2 separate regions of the Mus musculus genome follow, and region 2 is linked to region 1. The links are chromatin contacts, called in public HiChIP or PLAC-seq maps. All regions are on one chromosome and are shown on one strand. Each heading gives the region's core, a stretch centred on a gene start, on an enhancer-like site or on the middle of the called end of the contact. The rest is flanking DNA. Distances are from core to core; before and after follow the strand shown.

Evidence for each region. HiChIP or PLAC-seq counts read pairs in DNA pulled down with a chosen protein or histone mark.
Region 2: a BATF HiChIP or PLAC-seq map of CD8 T cells shows a contact between it and region 1, with 6 read pairs. The contact joins two enhancer-like sites. A contact is called at or near these places in 2 of 39 promoter capture datasets (the 3T3-L1 cell line and 3T3-L1-derived adipocytes), 2 of 15 datasets of contacts at CTCF or cohesin (CD8 T cells and the NIH/3T3 cell line), 4 of 484 Hi-C or Micro-C datasets (CD8 T cells, double positive thymocytes, nephron progenitors and 1 more) and 1 of 115 datasets of contacts at active chromatin or transcription factors (CD8 T cells).

The regions. Positions count from the first base shown.
Region 1 is chr4:88,068,269-88,073,538 of GRCm38.p6, reverse strand. No RefSeq gene overlaps it. Among named protein-coding and RNA genes, the nearest start is that of Focad, 24 kb to the left of the region's middle. Within about 2 kb of position 2,443, at least 12 of the 459 cell types and tissues checked have an H3K27ac peak or open chromatin away from gene starts, as enhancers often do. A contact at or near this core is called in CD8 T cells, where this site is marked.
Region 2 is chr4:88,164,679-88,169,948 of GRCm38.p6, reverse strand. It overlaps Focad (focadhesin), which reads right to left. Exons shown (of 44, transcript NM_001081184.1): 6 at 1-42. Among named protein-coding and RNA genes, the nearest start is that of Mir491, 45 kb to the right of the region's middle. Within about 2 kb of position 2,763, at least 62 of the 459 cell types and tissues checked have an H3K27ac peak or open chromatin away from gene starts, as enhancers often do. A contact at or near this core is called in CD8 T cells, where this site is marked.

The DNA of each region.
Region 1 (5,270 bases), core at 1,194-3,693:
TTCTTTTCTTTTCTTTTCTTTTCTTTTCTTTTCTTTTCTTTTTTTTTCATGTAAATATTTAGGCTAAATGGAATTGTTTAATGTTAGAAGGTACAGATCCACATTTAGTTTTTCTTTTTCTCCCCCATGTTTACCAATAATCTGATCAGCATTTTAATAAAATTAATCTTATCTCCAATTTTAAATGCTTCTTTTATGTTTGTCTTGAGATGGCCTCACTTTGTAGCCCCGGCTGGCCTTGAACGAACAGAAATCTTCCTGAAAGGATTTCACCACTACACCTAGCTCTATCTTTTTTTAAAGACATGATCTCATAGTGTAGCCCAGGTTAGCATCAAATTCCTGAGCCTCTAGCTGCAGCCTAGGCATTAGGACAGCAGTTATGCTTCCTGCACTTGGCACTTTATGATTGTAACACTTAGCATTTCTTCTCGTTTCTAGGTGAGATTGATGCCTCACCCAGTACAGTGTTGAGTAAGAAAGATAGTAGATATTTTTACACCTCTCCTCATTGTTTTGTTTTGTTTTGTTTTTCAAGACAGAGTTTCTCTGTGTATCCCTAGCTGTCCTGGAATTCTCTCTGTAGATCAGGCTGGTCTTGAACTCAAAGATCTTCCTGCTTCTGCCTCCCAAATGCTGAGATTAAAGGCATCCGGTGCCACCGCTGGGGCACCTTTCCTGATATTAACAGGATATCTCTAACAGCTCCCATCACAGTGTGATATTGGCTTTGGAGTTGAAGTAGATATATTTTATATACGAGACTGCTGTTTGTATGCCGCATTAAATTAAATCACTTAATTCATTAGAATCTCCTAGAAAGAGGTGACACCTTATATGTTGCAATTTGTTAGTAATCAAACGTAATGTTCATATCACAGCTATAGAATATATGTGCAAAATTATACAAGAACAGCACATATTTTTTTTGTGCTTACCTTAATTGTTCATGGACTGTGAAATGATTTACCATGTGTTAATTGGGTCTTCATCATAATCATCAATTAGGAATGTTAGCTATAAAAAGACTCAGCTGTGCTTTATTCAGTGGCACACACCTGTAATCTGGGTGGTAGATCCTGGGCTACCCAGAGAGTTAGTTAGACAGTCTTTTTAAAAAAGGCTCAGCAGCAAAGAACAAAAATCTGTAAATTGTCACTTTCTAGCATGTTATTCTAATTATTATGCAATGTCTAGCTTTTTGTTTACTGGAGATAAAATTTAAATAACAGCAAGATGCTCCTATTTGAATACAGGTCAAAAATGGAAGAATTAATGTTTCTAAAACACTCATGTTCAGTGTATACTATGACAAAAAGACAATTTAAGTCACTACTCTAACTGTAGTCACAGCAAGTTGAAGTCTCACTAGATTCTAGTGACGAGAGGATGGATCTAAAGAAGGAATGCGAGGTGGCCTGCAGCAATGGATTTGAGAATCAACTTCAAGCAGTTGATAATTAAAACCACAGAATACCGGAGAGATGACTCAATGTTTAAAAAGCATACATTTGCTCTTGCAGAGAGACCTGAGTTCATGTTTAGCAGGCAGGATCCTAACCATATGTAACTGGTTTCCTCTAGGACATACAGTCATGTGCACAGACATTCACTCTTGTTAGTTTTTGTTCTGTTTTGTTTTGTTTTGCTTTTGTCAATTTGAAGAGCTGGAATCATCTGGGAAGAGGAACTCCCTTCTTCAGATTGGTCTGTGGTCATTTCATTGGATGATGGTTGATGTGGGAGGTCTCTGCCCACTGTGGGACATGTCATCTCTGGGTAGGTGGACCTGGGGTATATAAAAAGCAAACAGAGAAAGCCAAAGGGAGCAAGTCTATAAGCAGCATTCATCTGTGGCTTCTGCTTCAATTCCTGCTTCCAGGTTCCTGTCTTGCTTGAGTTCCTTGGTTGGCTTCTCTCTATGATATACTGACTGAGACCACAGTCTATCACAAAGAACCGCCCCCTCCTCAAGTTGATCTTAGACATATTGTTTTATCACAACAGTAGAAAGCAAACCAAAACACATGCATGCAACCATATCTTTAAAAAATGAAATAGATCTTAAGAAGTTTCCATAAAAAAGTAAGCCACAGAATAAAATGGTTATGAAGACTTAGAAGAAGAGAAAGAAGCCAAAGATAAAAGCCTACTCAAAACAAATAAGGATAGGTAGGAGAAGAAAGGTTTGAGATTTTAAATGAAAACAAACAAACAAATAAAAATGTTAGCCATGGTACTGGACACCAACAACCCTTAATTCCAGCCATTGGGATGCAAAGGCAGGAAGATCAGAAATGCAAAGCCACACAGTGAGTCCTTCCCTCTTCTCAACAAAACCAAAGTAAAACAGAATGTGAAATTGAAACAGGAGAGGAGAGAACTTGAGATGTTTTTCAATTGCATCAAAGGTTTCTAAGAGTAAAGCACATGAAAAGAAACAGCAAGACAGCCACAGCAGACCTCTCAGAGTGATAGTAATCTTCAGTGCCTGCCTCCTGCCCCACCTTCCAGAGGTCCCCACTTTCATACTACTTGCTTCCCTGTTCACAGGCACAAGAACATAACTTGTGTTAGACACAGTCTCAATGTCTATGGGCATATCCCAGCAAAGCCCATTGTTCTATTAGGGCTCCAAGGAATCCAGATGTGACAGCTGTTCTTGGGTAAACATGGCCACATCTGAAATGAACTACAATCCAGAAATGGAGTTCACACCTGTGAGAGGTTTTTGTTTTTGTTTGTTTTTTTTTTTTTCTTGGTTGGAGGTGGGTGAATCCACTTCTAATCCAGACCTTTGACATAGAAAAACACTCACCTTTAATGCAGTTCTTGAGGAGAGAAGACACACTTTAAATCTGGGCCAAACATTCTGCTGGAAGCCTATATAAGAATATGGAAGAAGGAAGCTTCTGCTCTTTGCCTGCTTGCTGTCACCCTGCTAACAAGTCCATTCCTTCCTTGGTATTGGAGCCTATTTCTTTAGAATTACATCAACTGCTGAAGACTTGTTAAGGCATTCAGTTTTGTGGACTGAGCAACTTCTGGATTCTTAGTCTTTCTGTTCATATTCAACTCCTATTATTGGGTTAGTTGTACTGTAGCCTGTAAGTGATTCTAGTAAATCTTTCTATATACATACATACACAACATATATATGTTTATATATGTATATATAAAGAGATTTATTCTATTAGTTCTGCTACTCTAGAGAGCCCCAGCTAATGCACCAGAAAAGCATCCCCTATACTTCCAGATAATTGAAATATCAGAATAAAGTCAGAAGACAGATCTATGCAAGCATAAGAGATCAGCAACAAAGAGCAGAGTTTGAGAAAGGACAGAGATGAGTGTGGGTTAGAAGAGTGTGGCTTTGTTTCAGCTCATGGATCCCAGCCTCAGCCAGGCAACAGCCCAGCCTCTTTTACCAATCATTCATTTCTCTTCTGAGCTTCAGTGTCCTTGCAATAATTCCTGCCTCTCCTTTCTCTCCACACCACATTTTAGTAACAAAAGAATTAAGATTAATAGGTAGAAGTCAGATTGTAATTGATTTTGAAATGAATGACATAAAATATCTCTGATTAACCATAACAAGAAATGGACAGGAACGGTATAAATAAAACTACTTTTTTACTGAAGATCATAAAAGAAGTCCTGAATGAATGAGGATCCTACCAAGATCCTGGATAATAATGACTTTATAAAAGAGCCAGTTCTTCTCAAATTAATTTATATGTTTAATGCAACTCCAATCAAAAGCCAAATGGGATATCTCTTGAAGCTTGACATAGTGATTCTAGAGTTGATTAGTTAGAAAAAAATAAAGAAGACAAGAAATCCTTTTTTTTTTTTTTTTTTTTTTCCCATACAGGGTTTCACTCTGTAGCACAGGCTGCCTTCAAACTCATGGCAGCCTTTTGTTCTCAGCTTCCCAAGTGCAGGAATTATAGGAGTGAGCAGCCACCACCAGCTGGCCTGGTGTTTCAAGGATGGCCTTGAACTTCTGTCCTCCTGCCTCCACCTCTCAAGTGCTGGGATCATAGGCCAGTGTCATCCTGCATATTTCATGTTACACAAGTGCTTTACTGAGCTATATCCTCAATCCAGGAAACACCTTATAAAGGATTGATGGGGGCTGGAGAAATAGCTTAACGGTTAAGTGCATTTCCAGCTCTCCAGAAGACAAGGGTCTGGTTTCCTGCAACCATTTCTGACCTCTTACAACTGTCATTAACTCCAGCTCCCAGGGATTCCACACCCACTATGTGACCCCACTGATTCCTACACAGACATGGTGTATACGTACAGAGATAAACACATATTAACATAAAATATATAAGTAGAAATAAAATGGAAACGATACTGTGGAAGAAAGAATGAATACCCAGCTCAAAAGCTGCAGAGTGATGCCTCTGGGCACAGCAGATTGGTTCACAGGTTTCTCCCCTTTTCATAAGTGACTGAAATGTAGCCATGTTACTTGCAGCCGAGAAGGTAGATACAAGGGTTTGTTCTACCCTGATTAAAAGACGCAGATGTGCCAGATACCAGCATGGGTGGAAGTCAGAGACCATCAATCAGGAGTTCTTGCCTTCCACCGTGTGGAGAAGGCTCTCTCTTAATGTTTCTGCTGTCTGCTGTGTACTCTAGGCTGGTTGATCCATGAACTACCAGGTGACCAAGTGCAATTTTCCTGTCCCTGCAATTTCCCCCTACCCCCGTCTTGCCATGACAGTGCTGGGATTACAGTTATGCATGGGTGCATCTGGTTTTTAACACAGGCTCTGAGTACTGAGCTCCAGTCAGGGAGATTTTGAAGCTAGTGCCTTTATTTGCTGAGCCATCTTCCCAGCCTTAAAATTAATTCCTCGTGTTAAAGTTGAAGAGTGCTCGATGTAAGATAAATATTAAAGCATGTATCTGAAACAAAATCAATGTTTGCCAAGGTGCTGGTTGAGAAACTGGAAGAATATTTGGGGAACTATTTACCTGCTCCTAAGCCGAAGGAAGAATTGTTTAAGAGCAAAATCAATGGACTAAATCACGAAGGAATCAAACCAAAGATTTAACTACATGAAAAATTCAAGTCACTCCAACAGAAACTCAAAAAAATTGAAAGGTAAATTACAAGTATAAAATTGAAAGTATAAAAATCTTTCAAGGTATCTGACAAAACGTGTGTAGCAGTTTAATCAATAAAGTGCGCAGCATCTTAAATCAATAAAGACAACATAGAAGCTTGGAAGGAAAAAGGTGTAACAATCAAC
Region 2 (5,270 bases), core at 1,514-4,013, 96 kb before region 1:
GGCCTGTGCTCAAGCACGGTGATCAAAGGCTGAGGAGGATTTCTGAGAAACACAGGAAATCGTATTGTTAGCTGTCATTTCAGGAGCACGCATTCTCTCTATCCAAATATAGCAGCAAGAAGCCAACACCAGCTACAGACATTTCCCAGGATCTATAATCATAAAACTATCACTTCCTGAGCTGGGGAGGTGGTTCATGAGAAATGACTTTTCCTGCATTTTATCTAATTCTTCTCCTGAAAAGAAAATAGATCCAGAGTCTCAAGAGATCTAAATTAAAAAATTTAATAGCTCAGACTTCAGCCCATTTCCTAAATCCAGTAGCTCTCTCCAAACTACCCTTTGATGTCCTCATTCCTCCTCCTACTGCCCTTTCCCATGCAAGTAACTTGTCTGTCCCTCTCACATTAGGCTAGCTCATAAGCAAACTGTATCTTCTGCTCTTGGTTACTTTTACCTTGTTTATTTTTATTTCATGTATGTCTGTGCATCACGAGCATCCAGTGTCTAGAAGCCAGAAAATGGCACTGAATCCCCTGGCTCTGGAATTATAGATGGTTAGCCTCAATGTGAGTGCTAGGAACTGAGTCACCAATCCTCTGTAAGAGCGACCAGTGCTCCTAGCACTGAGGCATCTCCCTGGTTCATCCTCATTTTTTTCTAGAGTCTCAGTACATGCACAGTTCTGTGTCTTCCAGCATATTTAGTATAAAGGAAAAGACAATATTCCTCCCATCTCAAATAAGAAAGCTTCCAAGCTGAAAATGCTTTCAAACCACTGTTGTACAGGGATTTGTAGTACTTGGCCTATTTCCATTAAGATATCTAAAAAGGCTTTATTAAACAGAGAATCTGAAATCTGGAGGATTCTCAGAGAATGGAGCTTTAGGAAGAATAAAAAAGCATAACAGATTCTTTTCAAGAGTTCAAAATCCTAATTATAGTTGTAAATGTACCAAGGGGTTTTGCTTTTTGTTTTTTGTTTTTATTTTATATTTATTTATGCATTTGGGGGAGAAAGGCACCATGGACTGAATGTGAAAATCACAGGACAGCTCTTGGGAGTTAGGTCCCCTTCCACCACGTGGGTTCAAGGGATTGAATTCAAGTCATCAGGCTTGGTAGCAAGTGGATACAGATGAATATTTCTTAGGACTTATCTGTGCAATGCCAGGGATCAGGCCAAGGGTCTCCCATGCTGGGCAAACGAGCTCTTTACCACTGAGTCACACCTGCAGGATGCAAGCAACTTCCTAGGAACAACCCTCCTGATTCCTTTTAAATGTTTGTTTGTTTGCTTATCTGTCTGTTTATTGTACCACACAGCATGTGTGGAAGCCACGAGAGAACTTTTGAGAGTCGGCTCTTGCCTTACTCTCTTGCTCGGACTGCAGAGTGTCCTGCTGGCTGCAGAGTATCCTGCCGGCTCTGCAGTGAAGTACCTTCCAGGCAAGTCTGTCTCCAATTCCCATCTCCACATAGCAGTGTGAATTCCGATACACTCTCCCACATCTGACTTTTCACGTGGGTTCTAGGAATGAACTCAGGCCATCGGGCTTGCAAGAGCTTTTACCCACTCAGCCGTCATCTCAGCAGCCTTGTAAAGGTCTAACCCAGCCTGAACTCAGAATCATAATCCTCCTGCCTCTGCATATACTCTACCAGCATGGACCATGGCTCTTCTTGGTTCTTAAAGCATGGTGGGTTTTCCAGCATATCAGCATCATTACCTAGAAAGTGTGAAACACAGATCCCCGTAGCCCATGCAGATCTACTAAAGCCCTGGCATGAAATATAGGTCAGAGTGTAGCTCTCACCCAATGCCGAAGCCTCAGTTACCTTGGGGTTGCTAGGAATAGTGTTCATGCATAAGCAACTTTTCAAAACTCTCTAGGTGATTCTAATATGTTCCACACTCTGAAAGCTGCTACAAAGGGAAAAAATGAAAATAAAAACCTCTGAAGAAGGAAGTCAAGGGTAGGAATATTTCTGTTTATACTCTTTTACAAAGAACAAATTTTAGTAGATCTTATCTCATAGGCCAGCAGCTTGCTCATTAACACACAGGCTATTTCTGACTGCCAGATTAAGGTCATTGCTAAGAGGTAGTTCCACCCAACCTTTTACACCAAGCCTCAAAACTCACATCAAAATCATGTATATCAATCCCAAACTCTTTGGCAAGTAAAGCTATCCAGAATCACCTTCCATCCTGGGTGTCAGAGATACGAAGTCCAAATACTCCCAAGTCCTAAATGCCACTCAGCACATCACAGCAGGATAAGGTCTTGAACACTAACAGCAGTTACTGCCCCTATGTGCTCTTCTGATAAGCATGCTGGTGTAAGGAGTTTTGTACAGGACCAGTCACTAACCCTCCAGCTAAGGGTGGCGTTCATGACTACTTAAGAAGATAATCTGAAAAATTTACAACCAAGCTTTTATGTAATCACTAAGCTCTGAAATGATTTCCAATTCCTCTCTTAGAAGTCGGCTCTTGCAGAGATGGCTAAGTGGTTCAGAGCACCGGCTGCTCTTCAAGTGGGCCTGGGTTCAATTCCCAGCAACCCATGGCAGCTCACAACGTCCGCAACTCCAGTTCCAGGCCATCTGGCACCCACTCATGCCAAACATACAGGCAAAATACCATTGCGCATAAAATAAACTCTAAAAAAAGAAAAAGAAAGAGAAACCAGCTCCTTGCCCAACCTGGCCTCTCCTCTTCCTGTTTCCCCCAAAACCCCACTGCCTCTTATTAACCCTCTCATCTTCATTCCTCTTCCTGTCTCTCCTACCCCAACAAGATAACAATGACAGATCTCCCCTTGACAACACATTCAAATTAAACCAGGTCAACAGAAATAAAACACAGTCATCTTAAAGTAGTAGAAATTACACACATATGCAACCAGCTCTCATCTGACACAGCTTTGTTACACTCAGAATAGAAGGAACCATTCACTTTGTTGCAGGAAATGAAAGGGTCTATTTCACCAGCTACTGGATTCAGTCAATTCCAGTTAGCATCTCAAAGTTAATCCCTAAAGATTAGATTGAGTAGAATATACGAGAATAAAGGTCCAAATTAATTACTGATTTAGACCTCTAGATAATTAATTTCTCCAGGAAATTGAATGCATTCTAAGTGACAATACTGTAAAAAGTAACGTATGATACTGATTACAAGAGGCTGATAACCTTGAAAGAAGTGGCATAAAAAATGCAAACATTGACTCTTATTGATTAGGTTTGGATTACGAATATTATACTTTTTCAAACAACACAAATAACCTAAAATCAATTATAGTTGCCAAAGTTTTGTTTTTAAGCATAATAAACCAAAAAGCTAAATTTTCCCTTGTGAATCATCAAATTGATATGTGAATACACGTAAAAAATAATACACAAAGGCTTACACTCACATAATAGAATGGATATATCTTAATTAAACAAACTGCACCACTTCCATGCATGAGACTGACTGCCTCTTAGCACTACTGGCGTGTTATATAGACAGTCTTCACAGCAGGGGCAAAGCTTGATCAACAGCAACCTAGCCTCCTCCACCAGGAGCTCTTAAACTTCCTCCAAGTACTGACAATCAAACGTGTCCTCTGACTCTGCCTAATGTCCTCGTTGGGGTGAAACTGCCTCTGGTTCAGAATCACTACCTGAAGTCCACAGCAAGTGCAAAGCGAAGCACAAAGCCGACCGGGCTTTAACTTAAACAGCACTGAAAGTCATCAATCATGACCAAAAACTTACATTTCTTATGGAAATACGCTTAACAAAAATTAGCATTGGATGCACAAGAAAACTGAAAAGGCTTAAAGTGGGGGAAAAACGTAAAATTATTCCTTTACAAAATAAGTCTTATTCTAAAATAAACATCATTAGAGAATACAGATGCTAATTTGAGTATGACAGAAAATGAAGTTATTATCCTATCAAAAATATTATAATTAGAGCATGAAAAATGTCATAAGGCTGAGTATAGTTCACTCTTGATATATTCAAGATTTGATTATTAAATTTATGGATTATTCAAATTTTTTCTTTCTTCCTCTCACTTGTTGTTTGTTAGCCATTCAACTTCTTTCTTTAACATGTATTCAAATGAGAAAGTTCCAGGCATTTGAAAGGATACACAATTTAAACTCCAAAAATTTAATTGGGAAGTACCAGAGTGGGGGAGGGAGAGAGAAGGAGAGAGACAGAGAAGGGGAGAGGGAGGGAGGGAGGGAGGGAGGGAGAAGGGAGGGAGGGGGAGGGAGGGAGACAGCAGGCTGGCAAACGAGAAGCACACTTGTGTACTTCCTGATTATGGCTGCCTTCAGATCCCTTCCTGCTCCATGAGATCTCTACCATGATGAGCTGGAACTGGAACTCTAGACCAAAATACACCCGCTTTCCTTCAATAAATCCACTCATTAATTCAATCATTCTCAAATCTGCTACTCAAGCTACAATAGTTAAATTACCCCATCTTTGTTTAAAATGTATGGCTGACCCTCCAGCCAACCAGGTCATTTGTAACTAATGGTGGTAGCCACAAAGTAGGACATCTTGAAAATACAGCCAAGTGTGGATGCCACCATCCCTGTCATCACTGTAGTAGATTTTATACAAGCCATGCAGCATGCTTGGACTCTTTTTTTTTAATAGTCATGTCCTTATATCAAATAAAACTGAAACTAGAGAGAAAGGATGTGACAGTGGGAGCAAGGAACACAGAACTACACACACAAAAAAAAAAAAAAAAAAAAAAAAATTCGATTCTCATGTAGCCCAGACTGGCTTCCAAGTCACTATATAGCCTGCCTCTGCCTCCCCAGTGCTGGGATGATAGGTGTGCACCACAATACCCCATTCACACAGATCAAACCCAATGCCTACACATACTAAGCAAGAACTCTAGCAACTGAAAAATACATCTGTCTCCAAATTCTCATTCTCCAGCAAAGCACGAGTTCTCTGGCAAGAGAATTAGTCTCTCTTGACCAATGTTCCTTCATCTTTAAAATGAGCTCAGGCTAGATAGCTAATAGCTGATGCATAACCCACATGAACATTAAATCCCAGGCAGAGGATGCACAGGATACAATCAAGCCCTGCAAAGGAAACAAACCACAAAGATGGCGCCCCCATCTGTAATTATATGGTAAGCTTGAATGGCTCTAAGGGCAATGTCTGTGAAATGCAGGCCTCACCTATTTTTATCTCAGAGAGAAAAACCATTCTATATTGTCTGCTTCCTAGGAAAGTGCTGT